Regions from separate parts of the Rattus norvegicus genome. Here region 2 is linked to region 1. The links are chromatin contacts, called in public HiChIP or PLAC-seq maps. All regions are on one chromosome and are shown on one strand. Each heading gives the region's core, a stretch centred on a gene start, on an enhancer-like site or on the middle of the called end of the contact. The rest is flanking DNA. Distances are from core to core; before and after follow the strand shown. Region 1 has its middle 110 kb from the start of Ralgapa2. Region 2 overlaps Kiz (kizuna centrosomal protein).

Region 1 (5,624 bases), core at 117-2,616:
TCTTAAGCAAGTGACTGTCCTAGTGTCCCAACACAAGAGTTTTTCTTCTGCTTCCCCACAAATGCGTCGACTGCCTTCTGTTGTTCTGAACACTGACTTCTCTTCTTAGGGGAGAGTGCCCTCAAGGTTAGGGTGGCCACATGCCACCCACACCCCAGTTGCCTCTAACTTAAAGATTTCCTCATTGCCTTAGCAATTGTTTGCTAAGAGGAAGAGGAGCAATGTAGGTGGCCTTCTAGTTTAAGTATGTCCTTTTTATTCCAGGAGCAAGCAGAGAGGCTCACCTCTAACTGTCAATGCCAGCTACCCAAAGGCAGATGAGCATCTGAATCCACAAATACCCTTCTGCAGGGAGACAAAGTGACCTTACAGCAAATTAAAAAACACATTTCTTATATTTACCCCAAGATCCAAGAAGGTATGTGTCAAAGGCCAAGGATAAGAACATAGTTTTCTAAGCTCACAATAAAGAATTTTCATATTGTCATGTTTAGAAACAGGAGGAGGCTCTGGGTGGCACAGAGGTGCTGGCTACTTACACAGAATTATTGCCTCTACTTTAGAAAATTCTTATTCAATGTGGCTTTTGTGGACACTACCCTGCTTTTATTTAAAATATACTTGACTTTTATTTCTCTTGCATTTCATTCAAGCCTCTGGTTAAAAGACGATGAACTAGAAATGACAGAGCTGAGCAGAAACTCTGGCAACAGGAAACTTGGTTCTGAACACAGAGAGAGTTTTGTTGAGTCCATGTAAGAGGCCAGAACAAAATCTCTTTAAGTACAGCATTCTCTGTCTAGAGTCCAAGCCCCATTTCCACTGTTGTGAACACCAATTTCCAGGAATTCTGTCACCAACTGGAGGACATTTAGCTGGTTCCAACAGAGCCCTATTTAAATATGATACTTGAATCTAAGCTACCCCTCCTCCAGAGGCAAATATTCTCCTAATTTTTTCAATACCATCCTGACTGCACATTTGGAAGGAGCTACCCAGGCCTGGAATGTGAAGAACTTCATTGAATGGTTGGCATTGACATAGGAGCTTTGCTCGTGGGTGAAACCATCTCTGCCTGACTCCTCAAAACCTCCCCTTCCATCTAAACATTAAAGGATAGAAAGATCAGATGGAAGGATCTCGATGTGTGTTCTTTCTCATCTCGCACTTTCTCCCTGGGTTTTCCTGCGATAGGAAGAATCGCAGTTCTTCCTATTAGAGAGTTCAGTCATCTCTGGGTTCAGTACTTGTCTCTCAGTCCAGCCATTCTTAGTTCATTAGGCAGGTGGTTCTGTGAACAAATTGACACCATATAGACCAACTCTAACCTCCAACGGTTTCCTCTGTCTTAGTTCTTGACCTGAAAAGGGCATTATAAAACTATGGCAAGGTCTTACTGGGAGAGGGGGAGGATTTGCTTTTGCTTATTCTTGATGTTTGTGTTTGGAGACAGGGTCTTAGTCTGTCATCAAGGTTAACCTGAAACTTAACCATGTAGATCTGTCTGGCCTTGAATTTGCAATAAGATCTTTCTGTCTTGGTTTCTACAGTATTGGAATCATAGCCATGAGTTACCATGCTCCATTTCTGGAGGGTTTGGAGGGGTTGTTTGTTTGTTTTGTCTTTTTAGACAAAATTACCAGAGATCTTATAAAGCCTCATTTATTTGCTTATCTTGTGTTTTCACCCCCTCCCTCTTTCTCTCAGTACTAATGTTCTGTGAAAACCAGGATTTCTCTCTATCCTCGATACCTATAATACCACGGCATACAGTAGAGTCACAATAAATGCTTGTCAGGGGATTGGGATTTTAACAAAGCATCCTCTTTTTGGATATTTTTATAGGAGATATAAATATAGATAAAATGATCCAACTAAAAGTTGTAGTTATCAACAAAGAGATGGGCTGGGGCAGAAGAGAATTCGATGAGGTTTCAAAGGTCTAGCTGTGAGCCATGAGCAAAGCTTGTCTCTGACAAATCCACCCTCCCCAAGATGAAGCCTTAAACAGGGCTCCCAGAGCTTCAACAGCATAAGGAAGCCCTTAGGGACCTTGTTAATAGGCAGATTCTGATTCAAGGACTGTAGGAGTGGGGACACCTTGAGTCTGCATTTTCAACAAGGTCATGGATGATGTCATATCTATGACACTGGTCTGGGAACCACATTTGTGGCAGTGAAGCTAGCGATCTATGATCTGTATGATCAAAACCAATCAAGTCCTTCATTTCATCCTCAGGACAGAACACTGGTCAATTTTTTTTATTAATACTGGAGCCCCAGAAAGTACACACATAGGTAACCACAACCAGGAAAAATACTCCTGATGTAGAATAAGCAGTTTGGTGATTGGCAGACTGCTTAAGACTTCAGTGGGAAAATAATGTTTGAAAACTACTACAGTTTCATTTCCATCTGACACGCTGCCCTGTTTGTGGCTGCTGATGTCAAACAAACACACTCAGTTCTACCCGGAAAGGAATCTTGAGTCTTCTTCACACAAACTATTTCATTGCTTCACAGATGTTGGGGGAGGAAAGAAAAGTGATTCATAGGCCCAGAGTGACTCCTTCAAGGCCACCCCACACAGATTTTCCAGTTCCTTCGCTGGTGCAGCCCACACACCATTTTGCCTCTTTGTGGGAGAATATAAGATGCATTCTTCCTTGACTAGTGCAGAAATGATACTCAGCCCTCCAGATGTTTATATAACAGAGAGCTAAAGACTTATAAACAAAAGAAGAACAGTTGTGCACCAGAGACACTGATGGCTCCATTCATTGGGATCCACCCGCTGACTTCCACACCCAGCCAAGCCATTTATTCTAGAGTCACCCAGACTATTGAATGCTGTTTCACACCCCTCCTCCTTGCTTCATGGGTCCAGGCAACAGAAATCTGAAAAAGAGCGAGCATCTTTAATCCCCTTAGTGAGGGTCACTAGAGATGCCAAAGAAGGGGCAATGTTGAGTTCAGGGTCACATAAAAAGTTTTGATTTCCAACCACATACAACCTTATCCCCTTCCCCAGACTAGACCACATCTTCTGAAGTGTGAGACCTCACTTCCCCAAAGCCATGAAGATCTAGGCAGGAACTCTATCTGACACTGTGTCCAGAGCAAAGAGCACTATTTCGTCATAACTTTCCCCTCAGTTTGCTTATCTGGTGGGTGGCAATTAAACACAGAAAGGCAGTGCCTTCTGAAGAGGTGGAAGTGGGCCCCAGTCCTGGTCTTGACAAGCACATCCACTGTTGGAAATACATAGAAGTTTACTCTGAGACAGCTTTCTATCACCTAGTGAACAAGCAAGGACATCTTGCTGCCCTGTCACGTGCATGAACACTCGAACCCATTGGCAACCCTGAACATCTCACTTCATGTGCACTCAAATGCTCTTAGACACACGCTACCAACCACTTACCAGAATCACCCTGAACTCACAGTCTGTGGAATGACGGACGGTTCCTTTCCATGGTTAAAAATCTCTCCCAGACTTCTAAATCCATAACATCTAAGCAGCTATGCTTAACTTTCTGGTTCCCCAAATTCTGTGGTCTACAGGAACAGGAAATTCAGAAGTTCTACACAAATACTTATAGATGTCATAATTCTTTGACCCATAAGCTATATGGGGCTGTAGTTCCGTTTTGATACTATTTGCTCTCTGAAGCCCTCAGCATCCAGAGCTCTGTTCTCCCACCTACAGTCTCTTCTATTTCCCAGGTGCCTGTTTCCTTTTGATACCGTCCAGAGTCTTCCATATTCCTGAAATACCTCCAGCTCTTGCCCTTCTCATGGTTTAGTGTGTTGTGCCTGCAGCTGACAGATGTCATCGAGGCTGACCACCTGCCTGGGTTTCCGTATAGCCACTATCTCCTTTGCTTTGCCTCTGTGTACATGTCTGTCCCATCATTTGGACTCCCTGTCACTTCTTGCTGGACCCCCCCACACACAACCCTAATGGTTGCCTAGGTGACCATCGGTTGCCTAGCACCATCTTTTACCAACCAGATGGGCTTCCTGTCCTTGACCATTGTGTATCTATCTCTGCCCTGCCACACCTGGAGCAGCGTGTTCTGTCTCCCAGGCTGCCTGGCCCACGCTTCTGCATCCATCTATGTCAAGGGAGGAGATTCTTAGATAAGTAATAAGATCGCCCATTCTGCCAACCTGTGGGCTAATAACACCACTGTACTGTTCCAACCAAGTTAGACCACCTACAGGAAATAAACCACAAAAGCTACGCCTAAATGTCCTTTTGAAAAATGTCACTCCTTGTCCCAACATCGATATTACAGAGATCAAAGTGTTCTCATGATAAGTCAGTTTTCATGAAAGACCCACTAGATATTCCTAATATTGTGTTCCTAAATCCTTCTAATTTCTTGATTTGGGAAAATTAAGAAAAATACTTAAAATAATCTAACAATAGTTCAGAGAAGTAACAATACAAAAATGGCATCATACACAAATACAGAGACCGCTACTAAAAATAAGTTGGTCTTATTTTTTTAAGACAGGGTATCATTTTTTTAGGCTGTCTTTAAACTTGGTATGTAGCAAAATGACCTTGAACTTCTGATCCCCCTGCCTTCACCCCCTACCCCAAGTACGAGGATTACACGATATGTGTCATACCCTGTTTCTACCATTCTAAGGGACCAAACCCAGAGCTCTGTGCATGCTGGTGGAGCACTCTACCAATGAACTCCATAGTCAGCCTAAAGCTAAACTTTTAGCTGACGAAAAGTACACACACGTGTGCTCAAAGTGGAACTAAAAAGCCATCGGCATTGCCAATTAGAAGCTATCTGGTTTGCTGACCTGTTTCTGTGAATCTGAGCCCATTATGCGAACATTAACAGACCCCTTTTCAATGTGCACTTTACCCTTTCGATGAGAAGGACAGGCTCTAGCAGAGGCACCAGATGATTTGAACACCTGTAGCTTTTTTGGGGAAAGGGGTGAAGCCGGGAGACTCTCAACCATCCTAGACAGCAGCACTGCAGAGGAGAAAGGGGAAAATGGTGCGAGGGAGAAGGAAGGGAGAAGGACAGGGTGTCTACTGAGTGAGGATGGGGGCTTTTCCATCCTGTCCTACTCCTGCCTCTCAGTGATGGGGAGGCCAGGAGTCCAGCTCTCGGTGGGCACCTATCAAACAATACCATTTAAGAAGTGGCAGGGACTGCAACTTCCAAGGGATTTTACAGAAAAACAAGCAAAACAGCTAAATACATACATGCATACATACATACATATATACGCACACACATATATAAGTGCGTATACTAAGTATATATACATGTTATATATTATATATGACACATTATATATATGTATATATATATATATATTTCCAAATAGTCAGACTAAAGCTCTGAAAATTATTCAGAGTATCTCAATTTGAAAGGAATAATAGCTGATTCTCTGCTCCTGCTCATAGGCAAAGTGGTCACATAGCTGTGTCCTTCGTTGTCACCAATCCTGGTGACCTACAGACTACCATTTGTCTCTTAACCAGAACTTACCAAGCTGCACACGGCTGAAAATACCACTTGCCCCAGAACTCATATGCCATAACTAAATCTGACCAGGCCGTACCTCAGCTGGCCTGGCTCTCT
Region 2 (5,260 bases), core at 565-3,064, 270 kb before region 1:
GGTAGATTTGTTTACTGAGACTCATCTTAAAAGTGGGATGAACAGGGGAAAGGGAGAGACAGAGGCAGACAGAGATTTTAATTGTGTAATCTGAGATAAAAAAGAACAAAGAAAACTTTGAGCCTCAGAACATCATTTGACAATATCAAGTGCATTAAAGACCAGATGAAAGGAAAGACTATGGGGGAAGCAGGCAGCACATTTTCAAGGGTACCAGAAACAAACACAAGTGAAAAGGTATTATTCTCTACAACATCTAGGCCTGACTCATGTACAAATTTTATCAAAGATGTTTATTTTTCAGTCATGGTTTGTTCTGGAACACAATTCCACACTAATGACGATAACACAAGATGGTAGTTACCAAATTAGGCTACCAAAAACCAAAGTAACGTTTTCATTGAAAGCAGACTATTTCTGAATATGTATTAGTACTTGATTATAAAATCAAACTGTATTAACACCTGAACTGTCTTCTCGCTCCCACATAACATATGGCTTCAGCCACCAGAGGCTAAAATCTCAGTAGGTTTGGGGTTAAGTAGTCACAACCACTACACAGATGGTAAAAGGGGACTGAGTATCTTTCTCTGCTAGGTATAAAAGGTTACAGTTATTGGTGATCCTTTTATGGTTTAAGGGGAACCATGACATCTGAAAACTGGAAGATACCAGGATGAGGACAGAGCAGGACCCACCACTGCACTGGAACACGGCCCTAGACTTCAGGAAGGACGTAACAGCCAAAACCACTACTACTCTTCCTCATAAGAACAAACAGTACATTTTCCTCACAAGCCTTGTCAATGCTTGTCCTTTACTGTAAAAAAAACAAAATGGTCTGTCCCCATGATGGGAGAATCACAGTTTTTCAGAATTCATGCTATATGCAGGCATTCAGAGTCTCTGGAGGCCTCTTCTCTTTGTCTTTCTGTGTCTGAGTGGAGAGGGGTGGAGGCTCTTGGACATTTCCTTTAACAATGGACACAGTCTGTTTAAAAATCCCATCTTCTTTATCATCATTTGTTTCAGCCACTTCTCATTTTTTGTCTTTCTAAAAATGGCATACAAACTGGCTGGGCCCTGTCTGGCTCGGGGCTTCACAGGAGGGTCAGGAGCGCCCCGTGAAGCCCTTTTCTCTTTTTTCTTCTAGAAGCCTGAAGCCTCCTCTTTCATATAAGGTAAAGCGGATGGGGAAACTATAATGAATTCTTTCTTCAGCTAATCTCTTCTGGAGTAACTTTTGTTTCCTTTTAAATCACTCTTCTATTTTTGGCCCACATTTCCAATTCTGATTCTCCCGTTTCACTGCTGGATATGATGGCGAAGGAAATGGCACATTCTACTTTCTAAAAAGCTCTACATGTACTTTTTCTGTTGGCATAAAACAACACAGCTGAAGTCTTTCACCAAAACCACAGTTGTTTGTTGTTTCCACAACCATCTTGGCAACATCCTCAGATCCTCTACCCCCTCAAAGGCAGAGCTGCGGCTACTCCCAAGTCCTTTTACGTCTGCACAGTCTGAATCCTGTAATAGTGCCAAAGTGGGAGAAATAGGCACGGATCTGGCTTTTAAGATGTGCTGGAGGGAGCTGCTCCAGCTTGCTCAGGAAAGGGGGAGTCATGTGCATATGTGTACACATTTGTGCATCCTTATGGGGCACAAGGAGGCCGGAGACGGACGTCAGAAGTCTTCCGCAGTTGTTTCTTATTTTTTGAGACAAAGTCTGTCTGAACCTGGGGTTGTCTGACCAGTAAACTGCAGGGATCTCCGTTGCCTCTGTTCACTAGTGCTGGGATTAACAGGGATAGCAGCGCTGTGTGGGCTTTCTTACATTAGATGCTAGGGATCTGAACTCAGGGTCTCATGTGCACAGCCAAATATTCTGACTGAGCCATCTCTGTAGCCCCCATAATGTTCTTCTTGATATTTCTGCTTTATTGAATGTTGGCAAACTTGTTCCATATGAAACTGAGACTCAGGAAAAGACTTGGCTTAGCTGGGCCAGGGAAAACCCACCATTCTGGAGGTGGTCAAGCAGCACGGTTTCACACAATGCTTTTTAACAATGGAGTTCTAAAGAAATAATGGGAAAACTTCCCAAATTAGATGAAAGACATGAATCTACGTAACAGAGCTCAACAAGGTAAAGGATAAACCAAAAAATATCTATACTCATTAGCTCCTCCCCCATTAAATCAAAGCAGGATGGAAGGAAAAAAATAATAAAGATAACAGCAAAGATGACATTTAGAGATCAGAGACACTAAAGAGGCAGCGGCAAGGCAAACAGCGCGTCTTTGAAAAGATCAACCAATTAAAATCCTTTTGAATAGACTCATCAAGAGAAAAGAGCAATGACAATTCATTACAATCAGAAATGTAAGTGGGTAGGTAATTTGCTACTAATCTTTCATTTAAAAATTTAGAGGAGAAATTCAGGAGTAAGTTTATACTAATAAACAGAAACACTGGAACAAATTTGATAAATTCTTAGAAAGGTACTACCAAAAAGAAGTACAAAATCTGAACAGACTTATAAGTCAAGAGATTCACTTAGTGATCACAATTTCCCTCAAAGACAAGTCCAGGAACAGTGGATTTTACCACATGTGTAAAGGAGGATTTATGCCAATCATTTCCAAGCTCTTGTAAAAACAGACAAGGAAAAAAAACATTCAATCTCTGAAACTGATTCTTCACACTAAAATGAGGCAAGGATAGCACAAAGAAACTAAAGATCACTACCATGCTTGTAGGTGAAAAACTCTCAGTGAAATAGAGCAAACGGAACCAAGCGACACATAAAGAAGAGCGCTCAGGATATCAGATACCTATCTCACAGTCATAGAGGCTGCAGAGAGCAAGATCAAAAGCAGTGGGGATTTAGGGTCCAATACGGGTTCTCTGCTTCGTGGACTGTGCCCTTTTACCCTGTCCTCACATGGTGGGAGGCTCAACTCTTGAGGGCCCTTTTCAAGAGAGCACTAGAACCAAGTGTGAAGGCTAACTAACTAACCTAACCTAACACTCCTAACCTAACCACACCTCTAACACCATGGTCTCCGGGTGAGGTTTTCACATATGCACTGGGGGAATCAGACCACAGTAACTGCTACAATAAGGATTCAAATTATAACAAGTGTGGCTAAGATGTGAGTTATCGCTGTGAGGAGTATAAAAAGGTACAGCTACAGTAGATAAAAAGTAAGGGAGGGATGAACAAACAAGATTTTACCAAGAAATAACTTATATGTCTAATTTAAGATTAGAAAAAGATGGGGCTGGAGCGATGGCTCATCGGTTTAGAGAACTGGCTGCTACTCCAGAGGTCTAGAGTTCAATCCCCAGCAACCACATGGTGGCTCACCACCATCTATAATAAGATCTGATGCCCTCTTCTGGCAGGCAAGTGCACATGCAGAAAGAACGCTCATACATAAAATAAATAAATCTTTTTAAAAAATTAGGGAAAGTATGCTTGTGCTAATTGATGATGTGGAAGAATATGAAAATGCAGGGCAGACAAGCTGTCTAGAGGAAAGGGAGAAGCTTCCCTCCATGGCTTACTTGAATTTCAGTTTTCCAGTTTTCATCCCAGAGACAGTATCTACGGTAAGTCAAAATTACCTGTTACTATTACTCTAGCTCAACAAATTCTTTCCTTATTTTAAATAAACAAACAGCTGTTGAAATAGGCGGTTTCAGGGAATGGGGTACTACTGTGGAATAGAACCAACTGTACCAAGGCCTTGACTGGAAGCAGCAGGAGCTATTCCATGCCGATCTGATGCAAATCACAGGTGGGAATCTAAGTCTCAGAGGCTTTTGATCTTTCACTTTTAAGACCAATTTAGGGAGTTACCAGACTGCCTACTAACCCCAGGACACAGAGAATACAGCAGTTCTAATGGTCTCTCTCTTTTTTGTTCTAAGACAGCCTGAGACAGTAAACAAAAGGCCAACTACATCTCAGGTGTAAAAAGTCACATGGCAAAGACCAACTGAAGTGTCACTGAGTAATTCCCCACAACCAGTAATTCTCAAACCTCTCTGACACACTAAGAGAAACAAAAGACTTCAGACCATTCCTATTGGACAAAACTCAGAGAACCAACCCAAGTGCCAGAAACCACTTAGGAAGTCCACTGTACAATGAGGGAAAGTAGCACATAAAGGAATTTTGCTTACAGTGATGCTTCTGACTGACAGGAAGTGAAAGCAGTGAATGCTCTGTTAACAGAAGCTTGCTCCAAGCAATGGGAAAGCACAGCTCACCGCAGCAGTAGTTCAGTGCAAGCACGGGCAGAATTCCCAGGGCACTGGACTCTGAGTTCTTCACCTACTCTAGCAATGTACTAATGAATGAGGAGATCAGATTTTAGAGGCCTACGGTCAGTTAGGAGTTACAGGAAGATGGTCCTAACCGCACATAAAAATGAAAGTCCACAGTGGGACATCATTTAATCAGGCAACTCTTGAGGATCTATGAAGACTCAAGAGGGAGTTCCTAAGTTTTGAATTTGGTCTGTTGAATGTCTAGCTGTCACTGTCTATTTATTTGAAGTGATTGTGTGAGCACATATGTACATCTTTGTCTGAAATTTGGAATTTGATTCAACTTCAAACTTACAGAAGAGTTACAACTGTCATTGAAAAAAGTAACCTAACACTCTTTAACAAGGTAGACCAGTTGTTTGAATTTTCCCTATTTCTTGGCCATTCTTCCATGCTCTATACATTATATGTGTGTACATATATGTATACTAGTTCTGTGTTTCCTGAGCTCAAGGACACTTTTTGTCCTGGTGGGCTTCATTAATACAATCAGAAAATTTAATGCAGATATAATTTTGTTCTTATTTTGTAGCTCATAATTTTTTGTCAATTGCCCAAATAATGTCTTTATAGCTAGTTATCTTTGTTCTAGGTTGAAGACTCAGTTAAGGCTCGTGTCTTCTGAGTCTCCATTAATCTGCAGTAGATGGCTAGCTTTTCTTTCTCATTCTTGACCTTGACATTGTTTACGAATATAGGTTATCTGTCTGAATATTGTCTCTCAGTTTATTTTACTGACATTTCCTTAAGGTTATATTCATATTATTCATTTTTGATAGTATAATCACAAAGAAGTATTTCTACTTTATAAGGAGGAAGAAGAAGGAGAGAGGAGAGAGAGAGAGAGAGAGAGAGAGAGAGAGAGAGAGAGAATGATTTATTGATTCTTAGTAAACCATATTTTACTAGGAAGAAACTT

Evidence for each region. HiChIP or PLAC-seq counts read pairs in DNA pulled down with a chosen protein or histone mark.
Region 2: a contact with region 1 is called in an H3K27ac HiChIP or PLAC-seq map of oligodendrocytes, with 3 times the contacts expected there. The contact joins two enhancer-like sites. A contact is called at or near these places in 1 of 12 Hi-C or Micro-C datasets (frontal cortex) and 1 of 1 datasets of contacts at active chromatin or transcription factors (oligodendrocytes).

What each region holds. Positions count from the first base shown.
Region 1 is chr3:154,495,698-154,501,321 of GRCr8, reverse strand. No RefSeq gene overlaps it. Among named protein-coding and RNA genes, the nearest start is that of Ralgapa2, 110 kb to the right of the region's middle. Within about 2 kb of position 1,366, at least 11 of the 93 cell types and tissues checked have an H3K27ac peak or open chromatin away from gene starts, as enhancers often do.
Region 2 is chr3:154,762,520-154,767,779 of GRCr8, reverse strand. The region is part of intron 4 of Kiz (kizuna centrosomal protein); the gene reads right to left. Among named protein-coding and RNA genes, the nearest start is that of Kiz, 34 kb to the right of the region's middle. Within about 2 kb of position 1,814, at least 20 of the 93 cell types and tissues checked have an H3K27ac peak or open chromatin away from gene starts, as enhancers often do.